Linked DNA regions of Macaca mulatta: region 2 is linked to region 1. A link is a contact called in public Hi-C data. All regions are on one chromosome and are shown on one strand. The core of a region is the stretch at or near the end of the contact, and the rest is flanking DNA. Distances in the headings are between cores, read along the strand shown.

Evidence for each region. A called contact is a pair of places that touch in the nucleus more often than the background predicts.
Region 2: a contact with region 1 is called in a Hi-C map of fetal cortical plate, with 2.8 times the contacts expected there. The contact joins two enhancer-like sites. A contact is called at or near these places in 3 of 14 Hi-C or Micro-C datasets (cortical neurons, fetal cortex germinal zone and fetal cortical plate).

The regions. Positions count from the first base shown.
Region 1 is chr15:24,247,007-24,251,960 of T2T-MMU8v2.0, reverse strand. All of the region lies in intron 12 of DENND1A (DENN domain containing 1A), which reads right to left. Among named protein-coding and RNA genes, the nearest start is that of MIR601, 140 kb to the left of the region's middle. Within about 2 kb of position 3,385, at least 2 of the 40 cell types and tissues checked have an H3K27ac peak or open chromatin away from gene starts, as enhancers often do. A contact at or near this core is called in fetal cortical plate, where this site is marked.
Region 2 is chr15:24,378,667-24,383,654 of T2T-MMU8v2.0, reverse strand. It overlaps DENND1A (DENN domain containing 1A), which reads right to left. Exons shown (of 21, transcript XM_077968020.1): 19 at 34-122. Among named protein-coding and RNA genes, the nearest start is that of MIR601, 3.5 kb to the left of the region's middle. Within about 2 kb of position 2,209, at least 5 of the 40 cell types and tissues checked have an H3K27ac peak or open chromatin away from gene starts, as enhancers often do. A contact at or near this core is called in fetal cortical plate, where this site is marked.

The DNA.
Region 1 (4,954 bases), core at 2,136-4,635:
AAAAAAAAAGATGTATGAAATTGTATATTTCAAATATGTTGAAAGACCACAGACTACTCCTGGTCTACAGAACTAGAATGACTACCAAAGTCAATCTAATAAAATTACTGAACTTAAAAAAAAAAACAAACAAAAAGACTCTTGGGCATGTGGTAAAAAAAAAAAAAAAAAAGTGACTTATTAACAAAAGAAAATTGAGATTATCATTAGATTTTGACAGCAACACTTTGCCAGAAGAAAATGAAGTAACACATTCAAGATACTCAAAATAGAATGTATGAGCCAAGGATCTTACATCCAGCAAAACTGACTTATATGTTTAAAGGACATAGAAAAGTGATTATCAACTTTTAACAACGGACAGAATATTGTTCCCAGGAACTTTCCTAGGGAATTTACCAGGGAGCAAGTGTCAGGCAATAAAAAATGACTGCAGAGGCATCCCCATTAGGACTGGTGGTAACAGACAAGAGTCCCTCCAAGACTGATAGGGAGAGAGTGTCTTGCGTAATGGCTGCATGCTCTAGCAATGTAAATACAGCGGAACCAGTCAAAAATGGGAGGAAAGAACATACCAAAAAATAGTTAAAAGGTTTTCTGTAATTATGCTCATGGTATTTGAGTATTTGTATTATTTTTGGAGAATATGAAACTAAATTAGTAATTCTGGAGTATTCTATCATTCCTTCTGCCCTTGAGAACCAGAATTTTCATATGGGAGAGAGGAAATACAAATATAATAAAGAAGAGGTTAAGTAAAAGCTCTGTAGTCTTGAATTTCAATTGGAAGTATCAATATAAGCGACAAGAGATTTACGTACATAAGCATATGTTTCCTAGCTCTCTTCAATGAAAAGGCCTAGAAACAATGGCCAACTCAGTAGCAATGAGTATCCTAAGCCAGGTTTTGGTCTTGAGATACACTTTCTCAGTAAAAGAAACCAGTGCTTCCTGAAGAAAAGTCTGATTCCAGGTTTGGGGGTAGGATGTACAAGATGAGCCTGGAACCTCTTGTAATATCAGATAGCAAGAGAGCTATCAAAGACTACTAGGTTCATGTAGAAAAAAGTACTCAGGTGTCAACCTGAAGTATGTCTTACTGAACAAAGATGGGAGGGTTTGAGTTTAATACGATAATTATTTTAATAATTAAAAATAAAAAATAAATAAAAATGATAATAATTGCAATGAACCAAAATTCAAATATATTTAAATCCACCAGGCAATTATATATATGTGTGTGTGTGTGTATGTATTTATATATATATACACACACACACACACATATATACACACACACACATATATATGAATCCAAAGGTGACAACTTATATATATATGTGTGTGTGTGTGTGTGTGTGTATATATATATATATATGAATTCATACATATTCATGTATGTATCAATTGTCCCCTTTGGAGGATGATAGGGAACCAATAATTCATTATATTAAAAAGTGGTAAATGGCCGGGCACGGTGGCTCAAGCCTGTAATCCCAGCACTTTGGGAGGCCGAGATGGGCGGATCACGAGGTCAGGAGATCGAGACCATCCTGGCTAACACGGCGAAACCCCGTCTCTACTAAGAAATACAAAAAAATAGCCGGGCGAGGTGGCGGGCGCCTGTAGTCCCAGCTACTCGGGAGGCTGAGGCCGGAGAATGGCGTGAACCCGGGAGGCGGAGCTTGCAGTGAGCTGAGATCCGGCCACTGCACTCCAGCCTGGGCTACAGAGCGAGACTCCGTCTCAAAAAAAAAAAAAAAAGAAAAAAAAAAGAAAAAAAAAAAAAAAGTGGTAAATAAAGAGAAAGAGTCAAACATTTATTTTGCTTTGGCTTGTATGAATGCTAACACTGAATAACTAAATATTAAATGAGGGAAACTGTCTCTTTATAAAAATATTCCAACCAATAAATGAAAACCAAATTATAAACTTAGAATATCACCATTTTTCAACTCCCAGTGAATAAATAGATGTAGATATTAAACACATTGGCTACTAGGATCGCTAAAACAGACACAACAAGACTTGGTATGCCTCCTACAGTCTTGCAAAAGCGACTGAACCTCAATTTATCCAATCTCTGGATCAACTGTCAATTAGCAGGAAATACAGGGGACAGAGGAACATGGTGAACTGCACCAAGATTATGCCATCAGCAAAACTCACACAGTGGGACATCTCCACAGGCTTGAGTTCATACACAAATAAATTGTAAGTAAACAAAAGGGGTGTAGGAGGAACCTATAAGTTGAAAGAGAATTAAAAGTCATATCTTTTTAAAACAGAAAACTTACCTATAGTTTCTAGGCATAAACATTTGGGTAATAAAACTATTTTTTTTTTTTAATGCAAGGAAGTGATTACCATGAAAGTCAAGATAGTGGTTACTTACAGAGAAAAGGAAAGAGTTGGGATCAAAGGGGATTCTAGGGTGGGTAGGAAAGTTCTGTTTCCTGTTTTGGAAAGCGTTGGTCTTATGAAAATTCATTACATCATCCACTTGATTAAGGCAGTTTTACGTTTTATTTTATAACAAATAGATTTTTAAAGGTATAACGGTACCTACCTAGTGGGAAATACTATAAAGATTGAATGCCAACACTTCTTTGTAAACACTGTCAGCATGATGAGGATTACTACAGCATTTTCCACTAAAATACATACACTTTGAGAAAGAAAATCTTGTATCTACCCAACTGTTTCCTCATAGGACAAAATGTAAACTCAGCTATAAATTAAATGGTTACTGTGGTATATTTTAAAAACTAATATTAAGTTCTTATCAAGAGCCAGGTACCATGCTGTATTATCTAACTTAATCTTCACACCAATCCTATGAGGCAGATTACATTTATTCTCCCCATTTTACAGATGACAAAACTGAAGCTAAGGAGTTAAGTAACATGTGCAAAATTACATAAATAGAAAAGTGGTACTTGGAACCCAGGTCTGGCTGACTCCCGTAAGTAGGTTTCATCTCTTTTCTTCAGTGCCTGCCACTGGGCCTGGTACAGAGAAGGTGCCAGCATTTTAAAAAATAGAATTAGACTGTCTTGCTGAGTCCTAAAGATCAGGAAGCAGGTATTAAGATGACATAAGCTACTGCATGGGGCATCACTTTTTGGAAGAAGACAAAAAAGAAGTGATGAGTTCCTTTGAGCCCAGCAGTCACAGAGACCCTCCTTTAGGACAGACTGGTCTCCTCAGCACTAGGGCTCGAGTCCAAGCTGGCAAGATGCTTTCTGCATCAAGATTAAATGTGTCTGGGAAACCAGAGAGACGAAAGAAACAGCTACATGCTGCTGACAGCAGGGAGTACGGCAAAAATGTTTTCTGTACCCCAGGAATGCAAAGTCACCACCCTGACACATTGAATGACCAGCTTTCGACTAAGAAGCAAGATGCTAGAGGAGTTCATGTTTCCTCCCTAGATGCTGGAAACCATCACCAAAGAGGATCAGAAGCAGCATGGGACCAGTGGAAACACTGTGAGTTCTAGAGGCAGACAGACCTGGCTCCAATCCGACTCTTTCTTCTTGGCACCTATCTCACCCAGGAGCTTTCTCTATCTTCTTCCTTAGCTTTCTTTTTCTGCATAACACTTATTACCATCAGACATATTATATGTTGATTTTCATCTTTGTTTACCATCTGTGTCTTCCTAAAGTAGAAGAGATTTGAGGACTAGGACGTTATTTTGTTCACTGCTGCAACTCCAAGCATCTAGAATTGTCCCTGGTTTAGCAGGGTCTTGGTAAATGTTTGAGCAAAGTTGTTGCATTAAGTAATTTCAATTCTCTCTGCTTTAAGTTTCTTATTTAGCAAGCTGGGGATAATACTGTGTACATTTAACCAAGAAAATATACATAAAGGGCAAGAAGTAGGAGTTCAGTAAGTACCAGGTTTTTCCCTCCCCTACTTCTTTTGCATAAACACTTATCAAGCCAGCATAAAACTAATCAACCTGGGATAAAAGTTTCCCTTCAGAGAATAGATAATGACCTTTTAAGCTGGCAGCTGACTTGCTCAAGACAACCTTAAAACCTCCAGACCATTTTATTGTGAAGAGGAGAGTGAACATGCCTCGCAGTAGGAATATGAGCAAAGAAAAGTCCCAAGCAACTGGCTTATGAATAATGCCAGTGAGCTGTGACTGATGGAAATAGGGTTGAGTGGAGACCTGCCAGGTCACATCACTAACAGGGACCAGCAAGCCAAACATAAATAATCTCCAGTTAAAGAGTTTCCAAAAATCCTGCCACGCCTCCATGGAATGTGACTGCTGGTGAATTGGGCATTCGCTGGATAAAAAGTTTGCTGTGGAGGGCAGGAAAGATGCACAGAGGATGAGTACTTCCCATCTGCCATTGCATTTAATTCTGAAAACAATTTTATGAAGGTGGCATTTTTATCCCCACTTAACAAATGAAAAACCTGTGGTTTAGGGAGGAGGGAGGGCTTCCCGGTTTCATAGCTCTGAAGAAGTAGCTCTCCTGGAATCTCAAACTTCTTTAGCCTGTACCAAACTACAGTGCACACATGGCGCCTCTTCAACACTCAAATACTCCATCAAACACTTTGCAAGCTTTCCTCTACATATATGCCTCCAGAAAGAGAATATATTAAGAAATTAGACATCTACTAGATAATAATTGGTAGCTAATAAAGCGTCAGCAAATTCACTGAAGTTTGGGGGGTAGTCAGTCAACATATGTGAATTTCTGACATTCCTGTTAGCTCCAGGCTAAGCCCATAAAGTTTTAAATACCTCGTTCTTATTTCATTATAAAATAGAAACCAGCCAGACACATGTCAAGGAAGCTCTATGAAGGTATCGTTTAATTCGAGATTCTCTTACCTATTGTATAGTTGAGGTAATAGGGTTCGGAAAGGTATAGTAACTTGTGTAGAGTCACACAGCTTAGAAAAGGCAGAGTCCAGGTTAGCATCA
Region 2 (4,988 bases), core at 960-3,459, 130 kb before region 1:
CTTGCAGACAGAGGGGAGAGGTGCGATACTCACTGCTCAGGGCTCGGCACAGACGTCCTCCGGCCTTCCACTGTGATGTTGCTCTTTGGTCTCTTAACAACATGAGGACGAGGTGGGCGCACCTAGAGGAGTACAGGGGGAGACCCCAAGAAGGAGTGAGTTGGAAAAGCCATACAGGAACATTCTGAAGATTTGGATAAACACCCCCACCCCCAAAAAATGTTTAGGAAATTTCAAAGCTACAGGCTACAATAGCCCAGCCTATCACAGAAGCATCACCATCTAATAGGCAGCAGATAGACACATTAACTGGAATTCTGTGGTCTATTTAAATCAGAAAGGTGCTCCTGGAAAGCTCGGTTTCTTCATCTGCAAGATGAGGATAGTTCCATTGGCTTCCTTGCAGGGCTGCAGTGAGGGTCCAATGAGATGATGTCTACATAGGACCCAGAACCAAGAGTCCCTTATCAATGACAATTCCCTCTCATCTTCCTCTGACGCCCAGAAGCTGGTTTTGTAGAAAGAAAAGGTTGTGCTCACACCTGTTTTTAGGGTGCACATGCTTAGTTTGCTCTTTTTACAACAGAATCACAGGGTGCTTATTTTCCTCTCTAAATAAGAGAGGCATGAGAGAGTGCCACTACAAATCGTCTTTCTGTTTCCCAGGGCATCCCCGTGCCGGTCCTCCCAGCAGAGTTCAGCCTGGATGCTGCCCATCTTGCGTAGCTACATGCACTGAGCAGACCTAGTGGGAGGGCCTCCAGCGGGTACATCAGGAAGGACCCAGCTTCCTAACTCCACAGCTGCTGCTGCAACAGCGGGATGGGTTTTTCGTACCTACTGCGTCTGAAAACCAAGATGAGGGCCCACAGAGAAAGGCACCCTCATCCCCTGCCAGAGCCCGTGATGGATGTTAGGCTGAGAATTTGTAGGTGCCCTTAGAAGTATACTCATTTGGTCCAATTGACATTCCACGGCTTTAATTTGGCACGGTCATCTCCGTACAGTCCCAGTGGCTGAGAGGGATGGGTTGAGAGCTAAGCTGAGAAAGTCTATCTCTGAATTTCATTGCCGATAAAAACCACCAAGCCTGCCGGGGCAGGGGGCTTGCTTTCTCCACGGATGGGATGCCACAGCTGCTGAGTTTCCAGGACAAGACAGGGAAGGACAGCAGGCACACACTCCATTTCCTGCCCGCCCCTTCTCCTGAACATCACACCTCCCGCCCCCCAGAAGCTTGTGGGTGACACGGCACAATGGCTTAGGAACACAGATGACAGAAGCTGGCTGCATAAAAGACAAGTTTTTATGGAGTCTCATCAAGCCCTCAGGTCTGTGCACGTGTGATCTAACCAAAGTTTTTCCTGTGGAGTGGCCAGTCTGATCTCAGACTGGTTTGGCAGATCAGGGATGTGGTAAACACCAAATGCATTCCACCAAACTGGCTGTCTTCGTCTATGGGGTGATTGTGAAGACCGGATACAGGGCAAGTCCCCGCATGGGGTCTGGTACACAGTGGGGGCTCAATAAATGTTCATCCTGCTCCTCTGTGACCTGGATGTCCCTTCTTGTCAACAACAAAAGGAAGACGAAGAGTGGGTGTCTCTGAGTTAGAAGATGAGTTTTAGGATTCTCTTATCCCTGCCTCGCATTCTGTGGACTGCCTTGGGTGTCATGGTCGCTCAGCAAGATTTTTAGGAACAAGTGAACATTGCTGCTCGGAATGTGAGAAGTGCATAATGACGTTGCTAGTATCATCGTGATTAGAACTGTGCCTGCCACACAGCTCACATTCAGGCAACATGTGCTGAATAAACAAGTGGATATCCCCGCACCTCTTCTAACTCTGAACTGGTTTCCCCAGCTCTGGCAGCTGGTCAACAGGGTCACCTGGCTGGAATGATCCCCACCCCCAACTTCTCCCCACAAAAGGCGGGAGTGTGGGGAGGGTGAAGGAGCAGTTCTGCCCCTGCCCCGGGGGGCCCTGGGGCAGAGCTTTCAGGAAAGATCAGACTTTAAGGCCTGTCAGCTCGTCCTTGCACAGGGCTGCTCCTTGCTACAATAAAGGCGGGTTAAGAATGTGAACTTGTGGCTGAAATGGGGGGATTAAGTTTGTGGCAACTTCAACTGAACTTGCAACGTGGTGAAACATGGGGAAAAAGAACAACAGAGCTAATTAGACGAGCTGAGCTGTCAGAGTGCCGCTGAATGGCTCAGCGCCAACAAACAAAAGGAATGGGTTGGCAATCAGCGGGATCGGTGGAGGAGACTGCTTCATTAGGGATGATAAAACAGACAGAGCAGTGGGGGAGGGGCGGGGGTGGGGAGCACAGAGCCGGAGCCGCGGATGCTGGGGAGGGAGAGAAAGACACCAGACCCAGAGGCGGTTGGTCACCAGCACAGCTGCTGACCTACCCAGAGTTACACACACCTGACTGGTGTGGACAAGCCAGACACAAAATTACACTCACAGACATGACCATCCCGAGATATACTGAGGCCTCCAGACTTCCACGTAAACACTATCTCAGAAATGCACACTCACAGAGGCACGCGCAAGAGGTGAAGGCACATGTATGAATCACACACTCACGCACACGCACCCTCGCACGTGCATGGCGGCGGGCCACAACCAGGCACAGACACATACAGACAAAATGGTTTATTAATGAAGCCTGAATCACAGACTATGCAGACAAGTCTTGTCATATTTCAGCCATCACACCCATCTTTCTGGGGTGCTTAGGAAGGGTGGGTATGGGGGATGAAGGAAGAAACCCACAGGCACACACAACAGTGACTGGCCCCACCAGTGTGAGGATCCCTGCCGCGCCAGGGGAGAAAATGCTAAACAGAGATTTCCAGCTCTGTTCAAGGGGGACTGGAGGGGAAACTTGGGAAGCCAGCCAATTCCCCACTGGATTTAAAACCTGAGAAATCTAAGTCGGCAGGGTTAAATGTGTATTGAATACAAAAGCACTGAGTACATTTGATTTTAATGGTGAGCAAGAAATAATAAATACAGAGCTTATAAAGCGCTTCACACGCAGGCCGACGGCAGTCTGCCTCTCCCTTCGTCCAGGAGGCGCTGGCATGGTTTTCTTCTGCTCTTTCCTTTTTCTTGTTTTTAAAAAGAAAGCCCAAATCCTCGGGTAACATCTGAACTCCAGCCACAGGTGCCAGGCTACAAAGCTCCTTCCAGAAAGGCTGAATGGCTAGAGCCTCCCCCGCCCCTGCTACCCCGGGCCAACGGCTGCACTTCTGTCCTGAACGTTTGTGGCTACGTGACCCAGCAAAGCCACACTGGAGGCTGATGGCTCCTGACATGGGAGCTTGGCAGGCTGTCCTCTTCGAGGCCCTCAGGGGGTTCTATATGCTGAGTCTCCCCGGTTCCCACCTAGTCTGTAGCAGGGTCCACTGGAAATGCTTGCATAAATGCACGTAGAGTAAATGGTCCTTAGGGGCCCAGAAAGCATAAACCTTCTGTGACTCTCAAATTGGTCTCTTAGTGCTGCCGCTTGGCAGAATAAGTTCGGGGGACACGCCAGGGACCGTGCCAGGCGCTATACATACACAACCTCTATTGTTAAACCCATTTTACAGATGATGAAACTAAGGCTCAGAGAAGGTGAGGATCCTGCCTAAGGTCGCACAGCCAGGAAGTGGCCAAGCTGTAATTCAAACCAGGGCAGGCCTCTCTGACTTCCAAGGCTAGGAGAGCTGGTTCTCCCAGGCATCCTGCCTATTCGGCATGCCATCAATCCAGGAGGTTCGGCCAAAGCTAGCACCAGGCTAGTCACCTCCTGCATTAGCTCAGAGCCTGAGGCAGCTGCTACTCAGTGTCTCTCACAGCGTCTGTCTCCCGAGTCCTCGGTGCCAATGGATGTGGCGGCCCACCCCCCAATCTGCACAGATCCCCACACCGGTGAGAAAACACAGAGTCCACTGTTGCTGTCTCCAATACTTGAACTCTTCCAAGGGGAGTGATCCTTCCCTGAATCATGACTTTCTTTTTTTTTTTTTTTTTTTTTGAGACGGAGTCTCGCTCTGTCCCTAGGCTGGAGTGCGGTGGCCGGATCTCAGCTCACTGCAAGCTCCGCCTCCCGGGTTTACGCCATTCTCCTGCCTCAGCCTCCCGAGTAGCTGGGACTACAGGCGCCGCCACCGCGCCCGGCTAGTTTTTTGTATTTTTTTAGTAGAGATGGGGTTTCACCGTGTTAGCCAGGATGGTCTCGATCTCCTGACCTCGTGATCCGCCCGTCTCGGCCTCCCAAAGTGCTGGGATTACAGGCTTGAGCCACCGTGCCCGGCCTGAATCATGACTTTCAAGATTCTGTGCCCGCCTTGGATGCCAAGCCTCAAAGGGGAACACTGAGAGCTACCTGCTGCTGACTTTGGCTTAAGGGGAGGCTGTTTGGTAGAAAACAAAGAGACAGTGGAGAGAGGCGAGCTGGGCTCAAAGGCAGGACTTATCATCAGGCCTGTCATCATCCCTGTGGTGTTGGCTACAAATTAGGGAGATGGCATCTGCCTGCTCTGGGCTGGACAAATGAGACAGTAATGACACAAGTGCCCAGCACAGTCCTAGGCACCAGAAAAGGTGCTCAATGAATATTAATTCTCTTCTCCTCTGTGTCTCTGCCAGACCTAACGTGGCACTGGAGATTCCGCAGACAGTTCAGCCGCTACTCATTACTTTTTTTCTTCACTGAATTTTTTTTTTCCTTCTCCCAGCATTTTATATAGATTGAGCATCCCTAATCTGAAAATCAGAGATCTGAAACACGCCAAAATCCAAGACTTCTTGAGCCCCAACATGATGCTAAAGGAAACGCTCACTGGAGGATTCTGGAGTTTGGATTAGGGGCACACGACCAGGAAGTATCATGCAAATATTCTAAAATCCGAAACAAACTGAAAGCTGAAACTCTTCTGGTCCCAAGCAGAAGACGGAGGGTCCAGAGAGCTTGGAATACTGGCAAGACTAC